3 separate regions of the Sus scrofa genome follow, and all the other regions are linked to region 2. Evidence: chromatin contacts called from public HiChIP or PLAC-seq data. All regions are on one chromosome and are shown on one strand. The core of a region is the stretch at or near the end of the contact, and the rest is flanking DNA. Distances in the headings are between cores, read along the strand shown. Region 1 overlaps NEDD9 (enhancer of filamentation 1). Region 2 overlaps NEDD9 (enhancer of filamentation 1). Region 3 overlaps NEDD9 (enhancer of filamentation 1).

What was found. HiChIP or PLAC-seq counts read pairs in DNA pulled down with a chosen protein or histone mark.
Region 1: a contact with region 2 is called in an H3K27ac HiChIP or PLAC-seq map of skeletal muscle. The contact joins two enhancer-like sites. A contact is called at or near these places in 1 of 47 Hi-C or Micro-C datasets (embryonic fibroblasts) and 1 of 2 datasets of contacts at active chromatin or transcription factors (skeletal muscle).
Region 3: a contact with region 2 is called in an H3K27ac HiChIP or PLAC-seq map of skeletal muscle. The contact joins two enhancer-like sites. A contact is called at or near these places in 1 of 47 Hi-C or Micro-C datasets (embryonic fibroblasts) and 1 of 2 datasets of contacts at active chromatin or transcription factors (skeletal muscle).

The regions. Positions count from the first base shown.
Region 1 is chr7:8,059,499-8,062,963 of Sscrofa11.1, reverse strand. The region is part of intron 1 of NEDD9 (enhancer of filamentation 1); the gene reads left to right. Among named protein-coding and RNA genes, the nearest start is that of NEDD9, 32 kb to the left of the region's middle. Within about 2 kb of position 1,968, at least 13 of the 83 cell types and tissues checked have an H3K27ac peak or open chromatin away from gene starts, as enhancers often do. A contact at or near this core is called in skeletal muscle, where this site is marked.
Region 2 is chr7:7,833,281-7,836,518 of Sscrofa11.1, reverse strand. NEDD9 (enhancer of filamentation 1) reads left to right here. Exons shown (of 9, transcript XM_021100184.1): 4 at 1,527-1,973. Among named protein-coding and RNA genes, the nearest start is that of SMIM13, 60 kb to the right of the region's middle. Within about 2 kb of position 1,293, at least 40 of the 83 cell types and tissues checked have an H3K27ac peak or open chromatin away from gene starts, as enhancers often do. A contact at or near this core is called in embryonic fibroblasts and skeletal muscle, where this site is marked.
Region 3 is chr7:8,001,793-8,005,169 of Sscrofa11.1, reverse strand. All of the region lies in intron 2 of NEDD9 (enhancer of filamentation 1), which reads left to right. Among named protein-coding and RNA genes, the nearest start is that of NEDD9, 90 kb to the left of the region's middle. Within about 2 kb of position 1,844, at least 16 of the 83 cell types and tissues checked have an H3K27ac peak or open chromatin away from gene starts, as enhancers often do. A contact at or near this core is called in embryonic fibroblasts and skeletal muscle, where this site is marked.

The DNA.
Region 1 (3,465 bases), core at 719-3,218, 230 kb before region 2:
TGGAACATCTACCAAGAAACCCTGTATGTTCACACATAAAAGAAGCCTCAACCTTTTATTATGAAATTAAATCATGTAAAGTATCTTCTCTGATCACAACAGAATTAAACTAGAAACCAATGACAGAAGTGAAAATCCCCAAGTATTTGGAAATGTAATAACAAATGGGTCAAAGAAAATGTTAAAATATAAATTAGACATATTTTAAATTGATATATTGAAAAACAATGTATCAACATTTATGAGATGCACCTAAAGCAGTGCTTAGAGGAAGTTGGTACTTGTGTTGGGCGAAGCACTTACTCTTTTCCCTCAGGGCTCTGTTAACTTAGTCGCCCTCTGTATTAATAAATAGGAAGTGATTTAGATCACCTGAGCCCACAAAACCTCCACCTCATCCTTATGTCAAAGACATCATGCTGATGGGCCAGGAGGAGCAAGAAGTGGCTGATATACCTGAGGCCCTGGTAAAACATGGGTTCCAGAGAGTGGGACATGAACTCTCGGAAGATGAAGAGAATAGCCACTTCAGGGAATTCTTTTTCTAGTACAATAGTGCATATACTCTTGATTGGTTCCACAAAGATTTGAGTGCTAAGTATGTGCCAAGCCTGTGGCGAGGGAACAACGATAGCCTTATGTCTGTTTTTATAAGTTTAAACATTTGCAATGCTGTTGTCATTTTGTTCCACTCTCAGCTAAGTTTAAGCCAATTCCATTCTTTTAGATGCTTCAGGCAGAGCCATGTAGACAAGGTAGTTCTCTGCTATTGCTGTGTGGATTCCAGAGGCACGTCAGTTAAGCCTATCTCTGCTTTACCGCTCACCCGCTAGTTCTTTCTCTGAAGGGAGACCCCAGTAGCACCTCTCCATGATGGCCTTACCTGCCCTTTGGAAAGAATTCTCTCTCTGCTTTCTACCAAGATGGTGGTGTGTGTGTGCCACTGGCAGAGATTTAACTCAGTAATAAAGGAACTAGCATGATGACAATGATAGTTCAAAGAAGAAGAGCTATTATGTCTAGTCAGTGGATGAAAAGAATGCTGAAATACAAATTTGATTGAGACTGATCAATGCCCGCTAAAGCAATAAAACTACCATCTGTAGGATTTTTTCTTCTGCTAGATAGTCATAAATTGCAACATAGAGAGCCTCTGTAAGTGAATACTAACTTTGTCGAGTCTGGCCTGATCAAAAGTAAATAAAGTTACCTTCCCGTGAAACAGTAGTTCTCAATGGGGGCAAATTCCTGGTCGCTCCCTCCCCCCTCACTGACAGTGTCTGGAGAAATTTTTAGTTATCACGACTGAGGGGAGAGAGGAGATGCTGTTGGCATTGAGTGAAGAGAGCCAGGGATGCTGCTGAACAGCTTGCAATACACAGGATAGCTCTTACATGAATCATCACCTGACCCAAAATGTCAGTAGCGTTGAGACTGAAAAACCACGTACGGATAACATGTTACATGATTTCTTAGACAGTGCTCTAGTATAATATTGAAAGCACCTGTGAAGAAAATTTTTAATGTCTCTATCTCATTCCCTTAATTGTAAAATTGGGATAGTGATAGTGGCAACCACATGTAATTTGGGGGTAGAATTAAGTAAAAAATTGTTGATTTATTTGGACAAAAATGGCCACACAAACATATATCCCTTCCCAAGTGGGGGTACCATTCCCTCCCCTTGAACTTGGGTGGCACTCTGTAACCGCTTCTTTCAAGGGAGCACAGCAGAGATGATTCTGCTTGACTTCTAAGGCCAGGTCATAGAAAACAACACCGCTTCCTCCAGGTTGGAAGCAATGACCCAACCTGAAAGAAGCCTGGCTATTCTGGAAAGGCAGCTGAGGGACTCGAGAGACAGGGAGAGGTCCCCAGCTCTTGACATCTTACCAGCTCAGCCACCAGACATGTGGGCCAACGACACACTGAGGATCCCCAGTCACCATCTGACTGCAGTCTGGTGAAGAACCTCCAGGCAGAACCAGCCAACGGCGCTGCTTCTCAATTCCTGGCTCACAGAAACCCTATGGGATAAACGAGCATTGTTTTAAGCTACTACGTTTGGGGATGTTTTTGTCCCATAGCAGTGGAAAACCAAAGAAACAATACACACACGGTGGTCCTTATCTTGGCTCATCGGGCATAATTCGTCATTTCTCCCCTGTAGTTGTAGTAATTTGTAGTTTTAGTATTTTTCATGAATATTTAACTGGTAATTTAACTTGTAGCGTTGCTCTGCTTCTGTACACTAGAGGGCACTCTTAACCGTTCGCAGGGGCTCCGACACGAAGGTGCAGTTCTCCAACCAGGCACCAGGGGGAGCAAGCCCCTAATTTTTCTCTATCCCTTTCCGAAGGTGAACTTGATGAAATGGGAAAAGGCTTCAGAACCAACAAATTAGCAAACATAAGGAAGACGTTTTAGAAAACCCTCCTAAACACATTCTAAGAAAACAAGAAAGCTTATTTTGATGAATAAAGCTGCCCCAAGAATGAACATGCAGATAATAGAAAGGAAACCCAATCCCCACCCCCGCCACACACACACTTTTTTTCCCCATCTTAAATGTGATAGAGTAGGTTACACATACTTTTTAATCCTTAAAAAGGAGGCGATATCTTCAAGCCTATGATTTCTAAACGGTGTACCTGATCTTTACCATATCTAGAAACATGGCAAAAGCAGTCTTTCTGTCACGGTGAGCGTCTAATGGCTAGAAGGTAATTCTGAATACTGTTTCACAGCGTCCCAAATAACATTTGTACCACTACTTTAACTTAAAGATTTTAAAGTTCCCATTTTTTCTAGTTCTTTATTTTATATACACAGGATCTGACAGTCTAGGGACTGTGAAAATGGGCTGTGATTATGCTTGTAGGAAATTTGGAAAGCAGAACCATTAAAATGAATTGCCTGAACCAAATACATTGTAAGTCTCCCCCTCTTCCAACAAATCCAAAGCAGACTTTACCCATAATCATTCCGAGTAGCCTGAGAAAGTTGGCAGCCTGCACTGATGACAGTCTGCCCGTCTCAAAATAACTCATGAAGGCTGGCCCTACCCTGTGATGGCTTGAGTTTAGCTGGGGCTTGAATGGAGCAAGGGTCTTGAGAATAAAGAAGGGTTTGTGGTGGGCTTATCTGATTAGAGCCTTACATGTGAGGTCAAGACTCTGCAGCCTGGTAGAGTGTAGTTCAGAGGGGGCTGGGGTGGGAAACCCTGAACTCTGAAGAGCTGATTCTTTGAGGGTGTTCTCTAATTCTGACTCAGCCCCAACCCTAGCTGGCCTTCCATCGTGCTCATCAAGTTCAAGGAGATTTGATCAATTCCCAAACACAAACACACACAGATGCCCTCTCTTGCTCCCCCCAACCACCCTGTAGACCTGAAGTAGCAGATGTGACACACCAACTGCAGTCTCTGGAGGCCGCATGGCTAGGTCCCCAGGTCCCTGATTCCGA
Region 2 (3,238 bases), core at 44-2,543:
GGCACTGACCTCTGGCGGGTTGTCTCCTTTCCCCGGGTGAAGCAGTTGCACTGGCTAAGAGGAGCCTGGTGAACAGAGTAGTAGGCGCCTCCCCCACGACTGACCAGGGGGGAGACCCCTCACACGGACCCTCCCGGGGAGGGAACCAGCCCGCAGGGCAAGACCGGTGGTTATGAGGCGCAGCCCGGGGGAGGTGGTTAGTGTATGTCAGTGAGAAAGGAATGACAGGCATGAGGCTGGAAGATCAAATCCACATTTTTAGGGATGAAAACAGGGGGCAGAAGTCCAAACAACAACAGCCCCAAATTCCACGGACGTGTAGTCACAGCGTGCTCCGGTCCCCGTCGGCAGCCCTTTCTCCCACAAAGGACCGTCATCGCAGTGACGCCCAGTGCATCCCAACATGTGCGTGAAGCCCGAGAGCACTCGCTCTGCGTTTTCCGAGGCTCTTGGATTTGCACCGTCCCCGACTCCTCTGTGTGCTGGGAGGGAGCAGGCCTGGCTGGGGCGAAGGCTGCCACCGCACTGCGAAGCAGTCCTCCGGCCAAGAAATGAAATGTTCGGAGCCTTTGAAAGGCTTCCAAGAAGGTCAGCGTGTACCGCCTGCCCGCTCTCTGCTGAATGCCTCCTTTGGCCGTCTGCTGAGTACGGAAAGTGCCAGACAGGCCTTCGCACAAAGAGAGAGAGTGTTTGGGGCCCGTGAAGGGGGCAGGCAGAGCCTTTCCAACGTGAATGGTGAGATTCAAGAAGTAGGAAATGAAGTGGCAGGGCGAGGAGGGGCCCTCAGGAAAGGCAGAGGACAGGCCCAGCGAGGAGGAGACGCCCGCCACCTACCCCTGTGCCATAGCTTCTTCATCGCCTCCGGAGGCATAGAGCACAGTCACGCTCACTCAGGCTCGATTCCCATGGAAAGATCGCTTGCTTGTAGACGCTCCCTGTATCCAAAGACCTCTCGATCCACAGCAAATAAGAGGTCGGAGGCCCTGCCAAGGCAGACAGCAGCGTGCTTCTGTTTCCATGTTAACAGGGAGTATAAATGCCATTGGTGCGGTGTGTTGTTGGGGACTTGCTTGCCTCTGTTTATTTATACACACACACACATAATGTACTATACACATTTTAATATATATTTTCATGATAAATACCTATCGTTGTGCATTTGAATGTCTGGGAATATTTTATTCCTTCAGCTGGGGTTGAGAAAGGAAGAAAAATGTTCTGCAGAGTGAACCACCCCCGCTCCGTGCTCCTCATAATGCCTTGGCTCAGCTCTGACTGCTGGAGGAAAGCACTCCTGTGGTGGTGGGAGCTTGTCCGAAGAGGCGGTCTGATGGCACTGGTGGCAGACACAGGGCACATGCATCTGTCTTTTGTCTGTGCCATCTGGTTTTCTCCTTCCAGGCGATCGTTCACACCCCTCTCTTCTTTCCGGGAAGTGTGCCTCTCCATAAGAGCAGCGGCTCTAGGTCTTCCAGGGCACTGAGCGACCGTTCTGACCCAGCTTCCCTCTGTTCCTTCCTTCCTAGAATCTTATGGCGAGAGCCTTATACGACAATGTCCCAGAGTGCGCTGAGGAGCTGGCCTTTCGCAAGGGAGACATCCTGACGGTCATAGAGCAGAACACGGGAGGACTAGAAGGATGGTGGCTCTGCTCCTTGCACGGCCGGCAAGGCATTGTCCCAGGCAACCGGGTGAAGCTTCTGATTGGCCCCGTGCCGGAGACCTCCCCCAGTCCGGACCAGCCTACTTCTGGACTGATGCACCAGACCTTCAGCCAACAGAAGCTCTATCAGGTGCCAACCCCCCAGGGTGCCCCTCGAGACACTATCTACCAAGTGCCACCTTCCTACCAAAATCAGGGAATTTACCAAGTACCCACTGGCCATGGTACCCAGGAACAAGATGTATATCAAGTACCACCTTCAGTGCAGAGAGGCGTTGTGGGGGCTAATGGTCCCCACTTAAGCAAAAAGGTGAGTGAACAACAGACTGGATTTTTGTTCCTACTTATTTTTTTCTAACTGCAGTTGAGTTGTGTGTGTATGTGTGTGTGTGTGAATATTCTTAAATTAAGAACTTGAAGTTTATAAGAAGTACATTGAAGAAGTAAGTACCTCTTCTAAAAAGTAAGTAAATCTTTTAAGAAGTAAGAATATCTAAATACCCTCGCTTGGGCATTTTGGGGATCATTTTTCCATTCATTGATCAGCAGAATTTTCTTGAACTCCTACCATGTGCCAAGTACCATTGATCCATAACCACTGCAAGTTCCTGAGTTATTCCAGGTCATACCACCTCACTGAGTGTTTCTCTCCATCTTTCTGATAGACCTGTTTTTAGACCGGGTCTCTGCACTCAGTTTCCAGTCTTTTCTATTTCTCCTTTGAGTGGTATGCGACACCAAATTTTGCACAAGCTGATGAAGTAGCAAGGGCTCTCCTTTCACCAAAAACTGAGTCATGACCCCACTGACCTGGCTGCACAAAGACCTCACCAGAAGTGGAAGCAGCAAAGAAGGTGGGAGTGGATCACGCCAACCAACTTGCTCTGGAGAGTTGTCAGCTTCAAGGTTGACTCATTTAAAACATAAAGACTATGGAATTTAGAAAGGAGCCCTCCTCTGGCCTTGCAAATAATTCCTATCATAACGCTTGAGGCTGTGGGTGAAAGAGCGAGCTAGGATATTTAGGAAGGCGTTATATTAAAAATTTGTTTAAAAAGAGGAAGGAATGGATAAGCAATGAGGTCCTACTGTACAGCACAGGGAACTATATTCAATCTCGGGATAGACCATGATGGACGGTGATATAAGAAAAGGAGTGTAAATGTAGGTATGACTGGGTCATGTTGCTATACAGCAGAAATTGGCACAATATTGTAAATCCACTTTAATAAAAAAAAAGCACTCTATATAATTCCAAATGCCATAATAATGTGAGATAAATAGAAAATCATCGAATGAACTTTAAGTCTCCAGTATACTTTTGATGCTTATGGTACAGCGATGAATCAAAGAATGGATATATATGGCTTCCATGATACTTATGCAGTAGCGGGGAGATGTAAACAAACACTGAATGTCAGATGGGGAATCATCCTGTGAAGATGTCCATGAACCTGTAGTGGGTAATAGCCAATGGGAAGTTGATGCTTATGTGAGCCTTGCGAGGAAGGGCTTTTCTCCTCCGTTTACTGGCAAATTCCAAGATTCTTCAGTGGAACCAGTGAGGTTTGGTAT
Region 3 (3,377 bases), core at 595-3,094, 170 kb before region 2:
CTTGACTGGAAGTTTTTGCATCACTCTGCTTCCAAAATGAAATACAAATACCTCAGATTTCTGAAAAGAAGTCATTTCTCTTCGCCCACATGGACATAGATTGATGATGCCCACAGACAGGGCCTCCAGAGAAGGGAGCAGATCCTAGATTCCAGGACATTGTATCTGCCACTCCTAGTTCCAAAAAAAAGCGCTCACAGTTGGGAAGCTCCTCCTTTTGAAGGATTTGCTCGAGTTTCATGACTGAGAGCAAGGCCATCCCATGCACAACTGTGTTGAATTAAGCCAAGTCCAGAATTGATTCATTTCCACTCTTGTCCTATCTTTCCTCATTATCACGCGACAGCAACTCAGTGACCCCAGCTCTCCTCTCCACTCAAAGTTATAATCTCTCAGAACCTTCATTTACATTCAAGTCAAAATGAAAGATAACAATATAAGGAATGGTTTGGGAATTCCTGTTGTGGCTTAGCAGGTTACAAACCTGACTAGTATTCATGAAGATGCAAATTCGATCCCTAGCCTAGGTCAGAGGGTTAAGGATCCCGTATTGCCCTGAGCTGAGGTGTAGGTCACAGACCTGGCTCAGATCCAGAGTGACTATGGCTGTGGTGCAGTCCAGCAGCTGCAGTTCTGATTTGACCCCTAGCCTGGAAACTTCCATATGCCGCAGGTGCGGCCCTAAAAAAAAAATAAAAGTTTCCACTAGACTATGTGCATTTTATCAGAGATTTGAGCTTGCACCTAAAGACTGGAAATGTATTGTCTCTGTCATCAGAAAGTTTTATAGGGAATAATTTAAGGGGCAAGATCATGTGGGTGCAGAGGGGCTCTGGATTTTCCTAGCCCTTAAAAGCAAGACTCTATTTTAACTCTGATGTCCAACTCTAGGCTGCTAGAAACATAAAGAAGGAAGCGCTGTAAGTACACCTGTTTGCATAGCGTTTCTGAAATTTGACCAAGATGTACTCAGTAGCGGTTCTGTAAGCAAAGTAAACAGGATTCTCTAAGGAAACATATCCATATCCATTTTTGTGCTTTCTAGAATAAATGTATCTCCTTCCAATGACCTCTATGTCCAAGATTATTGAAAGCCTCTGTAGATGCAGCCTCAGCAATAGAATAGATAACTTTAAAACTCTTTAATTTCAATAACATGGGACCATCAAGCAGAGCTTTAAATCCTTTAATGATTTAGAAGATGTTTCTAGTATCTGATAACTAGTCACTTTAAATCATGAGTATTTGGTACTCTAATCACCAAGGGAATGTGTGGCCAGGCCTCAGAAAGCCCTATTTCCCTCATTTACCTCTGAGATTAAGAGCATCCAGAAGACAGGCATTGTGTTTGCTCTGGGACCATGCAGTCCTTTAATTCCCATTGGCACCATCTGGACGAATTCCATTTTAAGAGCAAGTAGGTGAGGTCTTCTAATCATTGGCGGATCTCTTATCACAGAGCCAAATCTCCGTAACTACCAGGGGCTTAATCTTCCCCGGACAATGCCATATAAAGTGTTAGTCCCCAACTTTTTCATTAGAAAAAGAGCAGAGGGCTGAAGTGCAGGAAATCTGATGAGTCATTAGGGTGAGCTCATGGGTGAAAAATGGGGACAACTAAAATACTAAATGAATGATGGAAAGAACTTAAATTTCTATTAATGTCTTTAGGTTACGAAAGTAGGGCACATAAAAAAAAGGGGGAGGGGGGCTCATATGAAGGGAAACATGAAGGTGGACGCAGATAAAAAGAAATTTCAACAGAGGAATGCTTCCAGGAGACGGCACTGGGAGACGGCTCATTTTATTTTATTATGTAATAAAAAGGGAAAATGGAGGTTTATTTTTTTTTTTAAAGGATCAGGCCAAAGGAGTTTTTAGCATGTGTTATGAACTCATTCACAGAGGCACCAACATATTTTAGGGCAACGTTGTCTAAAAATAACTTGCTCCATCCGTCTGGGACATTTTTTCAGCCTTTTGCCAAGAATCCAATTAATGTGTGTCTTTTTTTTTTTTTTTTTTCCTTTCAGGCAACTTTATGTGGATTTTATATCTCATACTCTTCCATAAAGAAAATTCATACACCCAAGTGGATGTGAATAATATGATACATGAATAGCTAAGATCCTAAGGCTCATAATGCAATTACTTGATTCCCTCTGGCCCAGGATATTTATAAAGATCCATTAACTCAGTTAAGGTACTCTTAAAGCTCCCTTCCTCTGTATCCCCAGGTTCCATCATATTTCACTCGTGCAAAGAGCTGGCGCTCAGACTCTCTACTTCTATGAAGCCGGCAGGGAGTGGGCAAGGAAAAAAGTCTAGGGAATGGAAGCCAGACAGGGACGTTCTGCCTTGCTCGGAGTTTATGTGTAGAAATACTTAAATCTAAAGGGTGAAGCTGGCCTATCTTCCTGGGGTGTTAGTAAATAATAACACACGTTAGTAGCCACCGTGTCAAATGTATTAAGGAATAGGATGCACATGAACTTTTAAGGCAAAACACAATAAGACTTCAAAAATATTTCATGATTTTTTTTTTTCCCTAAGTGGGCTACTTTCGGCTGAGCCTCCAGCCTCCGGGAAAGCTTCACACCATAAAGCATAATTTTAGGAAAAAGCCATGGTGGGATATTCCCTGGGGGGAGTATGGCTATCATTCTAACAAAACAGTTAAGGCAAATCACTGTTAGCTATGGATTTTACTACTGGAAGAGACTTAATCTGACCTAGCCAATTATTTTAAAGACAAAACTGAAAGCAAAGATAAAAGGTAGAGAAAGGTCTTGGATGGGTTTTCCTTCCTTCTAACAGGGTCCAGAAGTAAAATTTTCCATGCAGTGAGCTGCTGACCATGTTCCAAACACGCCGTTGTGTGTTGGCTAACAAGCTCCTTTTGCATGCAAGGCCTTCTTCCTTTGGAAAAGTTTTACTCTTTCTTAAGACTGAGCTTAACATTATCTCCTTGCGTAAAACTTTTTCTGCTTACCCGAGCAGAGTGATCTGCTTTCTTCTCTGTGCTCTAATAGATCTGTAAATATAATTATGCTTTTAGGGCTTCTCATCTTAAAAAAAAAGGTAAACATTGTTCTTCTCTGATCTCGCTCTCCAATGCCATCCTACCCATGTCTGCCTCTTGATAGCTAGGAATCCCAAAAGAATTGTTTCCAAACTCAGACTGTTACTTACTTCCTCACCTCCCTTTCCTCCTCAGTCCACACCGCCTGGCTTCTCATCGCTCCACGTCACTGAAATTATTCTTGGTAAAGGCACCAGTGACTTTTATGCTGCCCAATCCCATGGCTGCTTGCCTTGGTAAATGTATAGTTTCTTTGTTTTCTTATTCTGCAGAAACGGTTTTTCCTTCCTCTACC